Linked DNA regions of Sus scrofa: region 1 is linked to region 2. The links are chromatin contacts, called in public HiChIP or PLAC-seq maps. All regions are on one chromosome and are shown on one strand. The core of a region is the stretch at or near the end of the contact, and the rest is flanking DNA. Distances in the headings are between cores, read along the strand shown.

Region 1 (5,536 bases), core at 1,121-3,620, 610 kb before region 2:
TGAAGATGGACTGTTAAAATTGTATAGGACCAGTGTCTCCTTAATATGATTAACATATTTAGAAGAGCCACAAGAAACCCATGACAAAATGAATGTGAATATACTTTCTAAAATATTTAGAAGATTTCTTTCCACATTTATCATGTAAAATTACTTTAGTATTACATACAATATTGAAATTTATTTAAAGAAAAAAATGCCATGAAACATTTGAACTGATGAGCAACAGAACGTCAGTTGAAAATTTTCACTTTTTAGCATGCTGACTGTAAATCTAAGTTAAATATCCTATTTAAAGGCCATTTATAAATTCAAACACTACCACTGGTCAGTTTTATAAAATAGAATAAAATATGTTATCTGCGGTGTAAGTACAGCACACTGTCAAATTCTTTTCCTTAAGGTGCACAGTAAATGTACAGATAGTCATAGGCAACTGTTTTGTAATGTATTAACTACATTTTTAATCTGTTATTCCTAATCTATTGTTTGCAGAGATAAAACAATTGAATTTTTCTAATCTGTAAGATGATGCTAACTTCAACAAGTAGGCATTCTAAATAAAATTTTTAAAAAAAATCAAACTGTAACAAAATGACTTTGAATATAACATATGGTGATTAAATTACTTAATTTTTTACTTAAAAATAATTTGGGGGGGAGTAGTTGTGAAGGATGCTGAAGGGCTTGGAAGGGATTTAATAGGTAGATTCCCTAATGTATGCTTTACCCAATGCTCTAGATTCATTCTTCTTGAATATTCACAATGACTTTCAGGTAAGTGGGGATTAGATTTTATAGATGAAGAATCTGAGGCTCAGAGAAGTTAAAATGATTCCAAAAGCTGTATCATAAGACTGGGTTGAGCCCAGGTTTGAGTCTATGTCTGACTTCACTGTCCATTCTCTTTCCACTGGGTACTTTAATACAACTCCGATCAAAACACCTGACTTTAAATGCTTGACTTTAAACACACTGATCAAATCTGTGTACTGAGTAACTCATTTGTAATGTGTAAGAAAAAAAGAACCTTGCTATTACACAAGCTTATGTACAAAACCCCTCAAATTATCTACTAGTCTATGAGTCAATATCACACAGGTTCCAAGAAATCACTCCTCTCTAGTTTTCCTCTTTTCATCCATTATCCTCCCCTCCCACATTTGCTCTCCTCAGGATCTGGTTGCTCCTGGTTAATAGTCAGTTGGTTCTGTCTTATTAGGGAAAAGGGGAGGTTTCTCCTGTCCTATGTATGGGAATAAGAGGTAGGGAAAACAGATCCTCACTGTTCAATCTCAATGAAACATCTATAGTGTAAATAATTTTCTTAATAATATTGACCACACTCTAATAGGTGTCCTGTGTTATGATAATCGACCCTTTTGCACCTTAAAAAACATCCCTTTCTTACGGAGATAGTGAACCCCTTCAGTGATGGCACGGCACAGCAGTTTGTTGAACATACTGTTAATATTTGAGACACCAAACAAAAACAAAAAGAATGCTTTGTAAACATTCTCGCCCTCCTCAAAACTTTGAGTTTTACATATCACCATTTTTTTTGAGAAGTGGACACAAAAGAATGTCACAGATGAGTAAATGGCACAGCAAACCCAGGTCTAAATCTCAAGCCCATGTTCTTAACTATTTCATCCTTAAGAGAGAAGGTGTATCTTAGTATGCGAAACGGTATGTTCTTTCTGCTCAACAGGATTTTTTTTTTTTTTCCTGTCGTCGAATTGTGTCCAGGCATCTTGGGTCAATGCGTTTTTAAAGCATATTATTGATTACCAATGTGGCTAAGTCTTCACATACAACACTTCTGCTAAAGAAAAAGTAAATTGTGGTAACTAGGGTTTCATAGTGATACCTAAGCCCAGGTAATGTGGTAAAGCCCCCTTCTGAATGCCTGCAGCTCCTGACTGTGGCCAGGCCCTCCCCATCTGTCTTGCATCAGTAAAGAACCGCTGATGGAGTGTGTGGACATGGTATGCGCTAGTCCAAGGCAGAGGTTTTGTTACCAAACAACTTTTGTCGGGAGTTGGGAACGAGCAGAGTTCTAGCTGCAGAGCCCAGCCCCTCAAGGACCGTGTCGAGTCCTTGAGAGGAAGTTTCCTGGGAAACGGAGGGAACAGGTGGCAGCTGCAGCCTCTGGAGAATGAATTCACGTAGGGAGCTAGGGAAGGGCCTGCGGCTTTCTCTCCAGCCAGCTCTAAAGTCCCGACCTCTTCTCTGACCTCGCGCGCTACCGACGATAGCTCCTACCGGGAGAAACGCGGGTCTTTACCGCAGAGCTGGCGAAAAAATGGACGCTCGCCCAACCCAGAGGCCGCCCGGCCATGACTTCCGGCCTCCTCCCCGCCCCTTCCGCTTCCGGCTGCACCCCGCTCAGCTCCCTCCTGGATGTGTCCGGGTTCCGCTCCGGCGACCTGGAGCCGCCGGAACCTGAAAGGCTATGGCTGTTGTGGGTTCTGTGAGGGCGGCATTGCAGGTGGCCGAAGTGTTAGAAACCATCGTGAGCTGCTGCTTGGGGCCCGAAGGGCGGCAGATTCTGTGTACGAAGCCCACTGGCGAGGTGCTGCTCAGCCGGGACGGAGGCCTCCTCCTGAAGGCGCTGCATTTAGAGCATCCCATAGCCAGGTACGCTCCAGCCGGTTAGAGCATCTCGTAATCAGGTACTCACGTCCCACACTCCAGCCCATAGATGGGCATTCCAGGCCATCTCCCTGAACTTCTTGTCCCTGAGGTTATGCTCCTGAAAAAACTGACCTTAAATGAGACCACTGTACCCTCAGCGTTTGAGCGTTGCTCAAGAAAACATTCCCAGACTTAAGATCTTAACAGCTGCCGAGAACATTTCTCACTGCTTTCCCTCCAGCTCGACCCAACCCTAGAATCTTGAAATAGAACAAAGCAACCTAAAAAAGGAAAAAAGGAAAACTAAGTATATCAAAGGGACAGTATTCTCATTTTATGCCTGTAGCTGTAAAAACAAGATTTCAACTGTTATTCAGATGTAGGGAGGCAGCCTTCTGAAAATCTGAGTTGCTTTATTTCTTTTTTTGTACAGGATGATGGTGGCATGTGTTTCCAGTCATCTAAGAAAAACAGGAGATGGTGCTAAAACATTTATTATCTTTCTTTGCCACTTACTCAGAGAATTCCATGCAATCACAGACAAAGAAAAGGATTCTTTATTTTTCAAAAATATTCAAACCCATGGAAGGCATTGGAAAAATTGTTGTCAGTGGAAATTTATTTCCCAAGCTCTTCTAACATTTCAGACACAAGTATTAGACTATGTTATGGATCATTACTTAAGTAGACACTTTTTGTCCATCTTTTCTTCATCCACTAAAAAGAGAACATTGTGTAGAAGTTCTTTAGAGATGCTCTTAGAAGCATTTTTTTGTGGAAGAGTGGGAAGAAATAATCACACCTTTATTTCACAGTTGATGTGTGACTACTTTTTCAACTGTATGTCCTGTGAAAGTGAATTTGAAGAAGTATTTGAGTTAGTCGATGACTGTTTTGTTGAGTTGAAAGTTGGTGTCACCGGCCTTCCTGTTTCCGATTCCAGGATCATAGCTGGGCTTGTGCTTCACAGAGACTTTTCTGTATACTGTCCAGCAGATGGTGACATAAGAATAGTGATAGTAACTGAAACCATTCAGCCTCTTTTTTCAACTTCTGGATCAGAGTTTATTCTAAATTCAGAACAACAGTTTCAGACATCTCAGTTTTGGATTAAAGAAAAGACAAAAGCAATAGTGAAACATTTACAGAGTGAGAATGTAAGATTGCTCCTATCTAGTGTGAAGCAACCAGACTTAGTAATTTATTATGCAAGACTGAATGGCATATCCGTGGTGGAGTGTTTATCATCTGAAGAACTTTCTCTTATCCAGAAGGTCACTGGTATTGCTCCCTTTGTACTACCACAGGCCTCTTCACAGTATGAAATCTCTAATACTGCTTTGGTGAAATTTTGTAAGCCCCTTATCCTTAGATCCAAAAGGTATGTTCATCTTGGCTTGATTAGCACATGTTCATTTATACCACACTGTATAGTACTTTGTGGACCAGTGCAAGGTCTTGTTGAACAACATGAGGGTGCTCTACATGGAGCATTTAAAATGCTTCGGCAGTTATTTAAAGACCTTAATCTAAATTATGTGACACGAGCAAGTGACCAAAATTGTACATCAAGTACTAATGTTTATAAGAATAGTAGAGAAAGAAATCAGTTATCAGAAATTGTTAACAGCTCAGTTCAAAGGCCATATCAGGGCACAGTTGTAAAGAATGAAGATGAACTGGCAAAAACTCATTCATATTCAAAAGTATGTTCAAATTTGGTAGTTCCAGGTATAGAATTAGAAACATACATACCATGTTCAATACCGGAAGTGATGCCAGCAAATACATACCAGACAGATGAAACATTGAGATATTTATCTCCAGACAAAGCCAAGATAATCGATGACCATGAACCATTTATTGAGAGTGATTCTGCTAACTCAAGAACAGAAAATACTAGGATAGAAATTTCCTTTGAAAATGTACAGGTCACAAAAATTGCTGAAAAGAGGAGTATATTACCAGTGAGATATAAGTCATTAGAAATGAGTGCTTCCCAGAGTTACTGTTTCTCATGTATACCAGCTGGTTGTGTTTTGCCAGTGGGTGGTAATTTTGAGATCTTACTGCATTACTATCTTCTCAACTATGCCAAAAAATTCCAGCAATCAGAGGAAACCATGGTTAGTATCATAATAGCTAATGCACTATTAGGCATTCCCAAAACCTTGTATAAGTCTAAGAAAGGAAATAAATGTTTCCCACAAATATATACAAGAGCTCTCCATGCACTGCAAACCAATCAACCCATGGTAAGCAATCCAGCAGGTTTGGAATCAGTTGCTGGTAAATACCAGTTACTAACTTCAGTTCTTCAGTGTTTGACAAACATTTTAACCATTGATTTGGTAATCAATATTAAGAGACTACCGCAGGAAATTTATGATGAAGATTCAGAAGAAGAACTATAAAATTTGGAGTGTTTTATTAGCAAAGTTATCCAACTCAAACCATAAAACAAAGCAGGCATGTGACCACTGATTCTCAAATCAATTCAGTCCAGTTAGACAAACAGCATAAATTTAAAAGTCTTTAGAAAAGTATACAAGGCCATTGGACATTCAGGCAGAAATATTAGATACTACATTATTGGAACAGTTTTGGGGAGGAAGCCTTCTGGATGAGTGAAGCCAAGATCTGAGTAAGTGTCTTTCTTCCCCCTCAGTAATCCTCTGCCTCAGATCTGTGTTAGTCTGTATGTTTGGGGAAGGGTGTTTCTTTATCATTTTTACTTTTCTGTATCTTTTTTCATTCCTCATCTCTCTTGCCTCTTCTCTCTTGCCTTTATGTATTTAGTTAATAGAACAATTTAATCTCAGATTTGGATGAGGTCTTCAAATGCCATTCTGCTTTGTTTGTAACATAAAGCATTGTTTGTATCATTTAAAATAATTTA
Region 2 (6,129 bases), core at 2,910-5,409:
TGCCTGTATCTTAAAGTTCAACTTTATACCCATTAAGTTATAAAAGGAATCATCTATTACTTTTTGATCCTGGCAGGGAAAGAGAACCTTCCCTGATTTTTAGATCAGCATTCTCCTAAAGTTATTCCTTTATCAGTGTTCTTGGAAATTTGTTATTCACAGAGATCGGGTGGCTTCTAATTCTTGGTCAAGTTCATGTTTTTTTCTTTTTTTAATTTATTTTTTTAATTGAAGTATGGTGGATTTTGAATGTTATGTTAATTTCCTCTGTATAGCAAAGTGACTCAATTATATAAATATATACATTCTTTTTTTTTTTCTTTCCCATAATGGTTTATCACAGGATATTGACTCTAGTAACCTGTGCTATATAGTAGTACCTTGTTATTTATCCATTCTATATGTAGTAGTTTGCATATACTAACCCCAAACTCCCAATCCATCCCTCTCCTACCCAGCTTCCCCCTTGGTAACCACAAATCTATTCTCTATGTCTGTGAGTCTGTCTGTTTCACAGATAGGTTCATTTGTGTCATATTTTAGATTCCACATGTAAGTGATATCTTATGGTATTTGTCTCTTTCTGACTTATTTCACTTAGTTTGATAATTTCTAGTGGTATCAATGTTGCTGTAAATGGCGTTGTTTTGTTCTTTTTATGGCTGAGTAGTATTCCATTGTGTGTATGTACCACATCTTAATCCATTCATCTGTTGTTGAACATTTAAGTTGTTTCCATGTCTTGGCTATTGTGAATAGTGCTGCTATGAACATAAGAGTGCACGTATCTTTTTGAATTATAGTTTTATCTGGATTTATGCCCAGAAGTGGGATTGCTGGATCATATCATAATTCTATTTTTAGTTTTCTGAGGATCCTACATACTGTTCTCCCTAGCAGCTGTACCAATTTACATTCCCACTAACAGTGTGAGAGGTTTCTCTTTTTTCCACATCCTCTCCAGCATTTGTTATTTTGTAGCCTTTTTTTTTTCTTTTTTTTTGCTGCTCCCATGGCATATGGAGGTTCCCAGGCTAGGGGTCTAATTGGAGCTGTAGCCACCAGCCTACACCACAGCCACAGCAACACAGGATCTGAGCCACGTCTGCAACCTACACCACAGCTCATTGCAACGCCGAATCCTTAACCCACTGAGTGAGGCCAGGGATTGAACCCGCAACCTTATGGTTCCTAGTTGGATTCGTTATCCACTGAGCCATGACGGGAACTCCTTCGTAGACTTTTTAATGATGTTGGTCAAGTCCATATTTACCAAAGTAATCAAGATGAACCACAGATTTTCAGAACAAGAAATTGTGCAGTTTCTCCTTTTTAGGGAAGGATCTAGAAAATGAGATTCAGAGAGAGTCAACAGGCTTTTGCTAGGGCAGAAGAAATAGTGGGGAGAAACATCTCCTACTTGATGCTGCAAGGTCCCCATTAGATGATGAAGTCCAGCCTTTGGGTCTCCTGGGTTTAAACTTTTTGTGTGTCTTATAACTGGGAGGAAATGAAGATATTAGTGGGACCTAATGTCCTTTTTGCTTCTTAAAAAGAAAAAATAAGCACTGTCTTATATTAACACAATTCTGTAATATATTTGGTGGGTCATAGGGCCATGGAACTTTCAAATCCCAGAGTTCTCCCTGCCCAACCCTTTCTCTGACACATAATTTCTTGAATGTCATTTGTTCTAAGAGGTTGTCTGGCCTCTGCTTCCATATTTAAAATGATAGGAAACACAACTTATTGAAGCAACACATTTCACTTGTATGTGCTTTTACCTATATGTTCTTCTCTTGTAAATACAAAGTTGGGATCACAGCATATATGCATATATTTTATAGTCTTCTTTTTGCAATTGACATGCCATAGACACTTTTCATATTGATACAAAACCTCCATTATGGCAATTATAAATGGCTTCATATAGTGTATAATTTCCCTAGTCAAAATGTAAATGGAGTTCACATTGTGGCTTAGCTAACAAACCCGACTAGTATCAGTGAGGATGTGGGTTCAATTCCTGAAGGATCTAGCATTGCCATGAGCTGCAGAGTAGGTCGCAGACATGGCTTGGATCTTGTATAGCTGTGGCTGTGGTGTAGGCCAGCACTGCAGCTCTAGTTCAACGCTTAGGCTGGGAACCTCCATATGCTGTGGGTGTGGTCCTAAAGAAAAGAGGGTGGGGGATGTATATAACCATGCCTTAACTTTTTTTCATTTTTAAAAATAGAATTAAATCTATTTTGGTTTGCACAGTTTGGTTATTAGACCATAACGAGATCAAGATTTAACTTGCATTTCCTGGCTCTAACTGTATCTTCTAGAATGACATTGGAGAAATCTAATCCCTCTTCCATGAGACAGTTTTCAGTGCTTAAAAAAAAAAAAAAAAAACTATCATGTTCCTCTTAAAAATTGTCTTTTCCAAAGTAAACATCCTCAGCAATTTCAATCGTTCCTCACAAGTTGTGGTTTCCAGACCCTTCACAAGATTGTTTGTTCTCCTCTGGATAAGCTCCAATTTGTCAATGTCCTCTATAAAGCATGGTGCCAGAATTAATTGCCATAATAACAATAACCATAATAATAATAACCACCATTTATTAAGTTGCACAGTGTTCCAGGAACTAGGCTAAAAGCTTAGCTCATTTAATCCTCACAAAACCCTCTAATGTATGTGTTATTATCCTTATTTTTTTAAATAAGGAAACCAGTTTTAGTATGTTAAGTAATATGTCCAAGGTCACACAAATAGAAAGTACAGAGCTAAGATTAAAATATGCTCTGTGTTCTGAACAACTTTATAATGCTCCAGAATTTTCCAACCTTGTAAAATTTAGGACCTAGATTTTAAGCTTTTGTGAGAACGTCTTAAGACTTCATTATCTTGTTTGCTGATTTCATGTTTATGAAAAGTGTGACAGAGCTCAGTTCTCCCAGGACAGGCTTAAAAACACTAATTCATTCATTTGTCAAATACTTATTGAGTGTCTACTTCCCACCAAGCCCTGTTTCAGAAGGTGACAATCTAGAGCTAAACAAGGTAGACAAAGATCCTATATTCACAAGGCTGACATTCCTTTGGGGGAGACAGACATTCTATAAGTAAACAAAGATGGTGTTGGGTGGTATAAAGAAAAGACAGAGTAATGTGCTAGAGAGTAATTGCATTGGGGTCTGAGGGAAAGACAAGATGAGACTTGGCTATCAGAGGAGGCTTTTTGGTGACAAGCAGCCTTAGACCTGAATGATGAGAAGGAACCAGACAAATAAGGACCTGAGGATCTGCAGGAAGAACATTCAGGCTTAAGAAATGGCAAGGGCAAAGGTCCTGGAAACAGAAGAAGCTTAGTGAGTTCCTGAAACACAAAATGACCTATGTGGCTAAAAGCAGTGTGAACGATGGAAGAGTGGAAGGGGATAACTATAACTTCAGACACACAGGCAAGGCTAGATCACATAGGGTCTTTAGGCCTGCAAAGGATTTGGGGTTGTTGGTTCTTTTTTTCCCCCAAGTGTAATGGGAACCCCATGTTGAGTTTTATGAAAAGCAGCCTCATCTAATTAATCTTTTAAAAGGATGACATCACTGCTGTGTAAAGAACAGATTTTAGGAGGCAAAAATGAAAGCAAAGCAATGAGTTAGAAAGCCGGCGATTCCACTGTCCTGGTAAGAAACACTTGTGGTTCAGATCAGGTGGTAGCTGGCCCAAAGGTGACTTAGATCACTGGAGGGAAATGGATGAGTTCAGGAAAATGGAAGAGGAGTGGACAAAAATTTCTGGTAAATCAAGTGTGGTAAGAGATAGAAATTGGTTTAACTCTTGGATTTGGGGGCTGATGGGAATGTTGTACATACTTGTTACATATACAGGTATATACAGGTATGTACATAGACCTCTATACACATTATACAGGCCGTTTACATATATTAACTAATTACTAATTACAAATATTAATTGCCAGAGTCCTATGAGGTAGCAGGTATTTCCTGAAACTATTTCTGACAAAGAACCTGAGATTTAGAGAGGTTAAACAACTTGATTCTGGTCATGTAGGTAGTAAATTGGGAAGCCAAGATTTGCACCCAGGTGTGCCAGGCATCAAAAGCAGTGCGCTTTCTCCTATGCGACAGCGCCACCCCCGGAGCGCTGATGGAGACTGCAGCTTGCCTGCGCGGTGAGAGAGAAAGAATTCCGCAGCTGAACACGGAGTCACATGTGAGGACATGTTCTGTTATCAAAGGACACATGTTGCCAGGCCTCCCTTTGGTTCCTTGAAGGGCTATTTTCCATTTTTGGAATCTTCTGTCTTGGAGATGTGAGCACGTGGGGTGGAGTCAGAAGTACATGAAATGATTAAGCAGATGGAGAAAATGACTTCCGAGAAATGACGAAAAGATTGCAGCTCTGCTCAGTGATGACTAAAGAGCCCATCAGTCTGTAAATATTTCATTGGTGGAAACTCAGGAAGAGAGGATTTTTCTTTTTTTCCAGAAAGTAGAGCAGAATTGTATGAAGGGACAGGAAAAGTGTAGAATCCCTAAATCTGATCTTAACTTTATGACGTTAGTAGCTTATAATGACTCTGTGTCTAAACATTCTCATCTTAAAGGAATGAGCTAAGATTGAGGTCATTTCTCCAGAAAGGCATCAAAATCCACAGAAAATACTTCTTCCTTTTATTGATTGATTGATAAATATTTATTAGCCCTCTACTTTACAAGAAGAGGATTTGGGGTATAGTATAGGTGTCCATTTCACATATTTTAAATTTACAGTGAAACTTTTTTTTTTTAATGAGACAGCTATTATGACAATTCCTCCACAGTAATCGTCTGTCTGCCATCAGAATTTATTCCTACACTGAAGCATATTAACTATCGTCATGTGCCAGAGTCTTAAAGGAGTCAGCAGAGGAAGGGTAATGCTGGTACCAAGGATCTCTATTGTCTGAATCATGCTACGCTCTAAAGAATGGGGAGGCTTAAGTTTCAAACACAGGCTGGAGATTTCCTTGCATTTGCCACAATGTACGTTTGTCTGCACATTTGTTAGTGAAATGAGAGAACACGGCTGCTTGATAACAGAAACAACTGTCCAATACACTGCATACATTATCTCCCCAAGTACAGTATGAAAATTATATCCATCAGGCTGCGAAGTCAGAGAACCTCAGTTTATCAGCTACTTCTGGGCTATATGCAAAAGCTAAAGCCACTGAGGGAAAGGCTTCTTGAAAAACACAACTGTCCTTTTCAGATATTTTTGAAATCTCATATTCTTTTTCTGATGTTTTTGGCCCTCTGCTCTTGCATGGTTGGGAGGCCATCCTGAGGCCCGAAGGTTAAAGAGGAATCCAAGTGGATGTGCCGTCTTAATGGACTTTGAATGTGCTCCAGAATGCCACTTTTTCAGTGTTGCTTTTACAAGTTACACCTGAAAAAAATGGGCCTGAGTCCAGTAGGAAGGACATAATATTTTCCTGAATATGCAAAAAAGGAGTGGGGTGTAGTCTCTATTCCTGTGGGCTCTGGGCAGCCTAGTGGGTAAATGAGCATTTATTTCCTGTATACCATCTTTGAGTTGAAAATGAGTCACATACTCATGAAAAGACTGGTAGTATCTTCTTTTGTCTAGCTCTGTATCCTTTTGTGGTACTCAATTTGTCTTAATGGGAATCTTGATTGTTTCTCTTTTGAGACAAGTTATTAGAATTTATTTTTAATCTGGAACAGGATTCATTTAAATATATTGTCCTTGATGTATAACTTGATTCACAAGCAGTATATAAAATTACAGGAATTTTCTGTGAAAGAAAATCTCTTAGGTTCATATAATCATCTAGAAGCATAGCTTGGTTCCCAGGTGTTTTGACTAGTTTACTTTGAAAATTATAGTCAGTATAATGATTGTTGACTGTCTGCTCAGTACCAGCCACTGTGCTGTGTTTTTTATAGACTATTTCTAGTCCGTACAACATATCAAAATGCAGGTAACAATAGCCCCTTCTTATAGCAAAGGAATATAAGGGTCAGAGAGATGAAGTAACTTGCCAAAAGTCACAAAGCTGGTTGTTGATTGTATTTGGCTTTGTACCACTTCTGTTCATTCTGTTCCCTTA

The links. HiChIP or PLAC-seq counts read pairs in DNA pulled down with a chosen protein or histone mark.
Region 1: an H3K27ac HiChIP or PLAC-seq map of alveolar macrophages shows a contact between it and region 2. The contact joins the promoter of BBS10 here to the enhancer-like site in region 2. A contact is called at or near these places in 3 of 5 promoter capture datasets (fetal liver, fetal skeletal muscle and liver), 8 of 47 Hi-C or Micro-C datasets (brain, embryonic fibroblasts, heart right ventricle and 5 more) and 1 of 2 datasets of contacts at active chromatin or transcription factors (alveolar macrophages).

Annotation. Positions count from the first base shown.
Region 1 is chr5:39,563,184-39,568,719 of Sscrofa11.1, reverse strand. It overlaps BBS10 (Bardet-Biedl syndrome 10 protein), which reads left to right and starts at 2,370. Exons shown (of 2, transcript XM_003481665.4): 1 at 2,370-2,640; 2 at 3,071-5,536. The coding sequence starts at 2,456. The coding sequence ends at 5,051. OSBPL8 (oxysterol-binding protein-related protein 8) reads left to right here. Exons shown (of 23, transcript XM_005655647.3): 23 at 1-579.
Region 2 is chr5:38,951,786-38,957,914 of Sscrofa11.1, reverse strand. No RefSeq gene overlaps it. Among named protein-coding and RNA genes, the nearest start is that of KRR1, 130 kb to the right of the region's middle. Within about 2 kb of position 4,159, at least 21 of the 83 cell types and tissues checked have an H3K27ac peak or open chromatin away from gene starts, as enhancers often do. A contact at or near this core is called in alveolar macrophages, where this site is marked.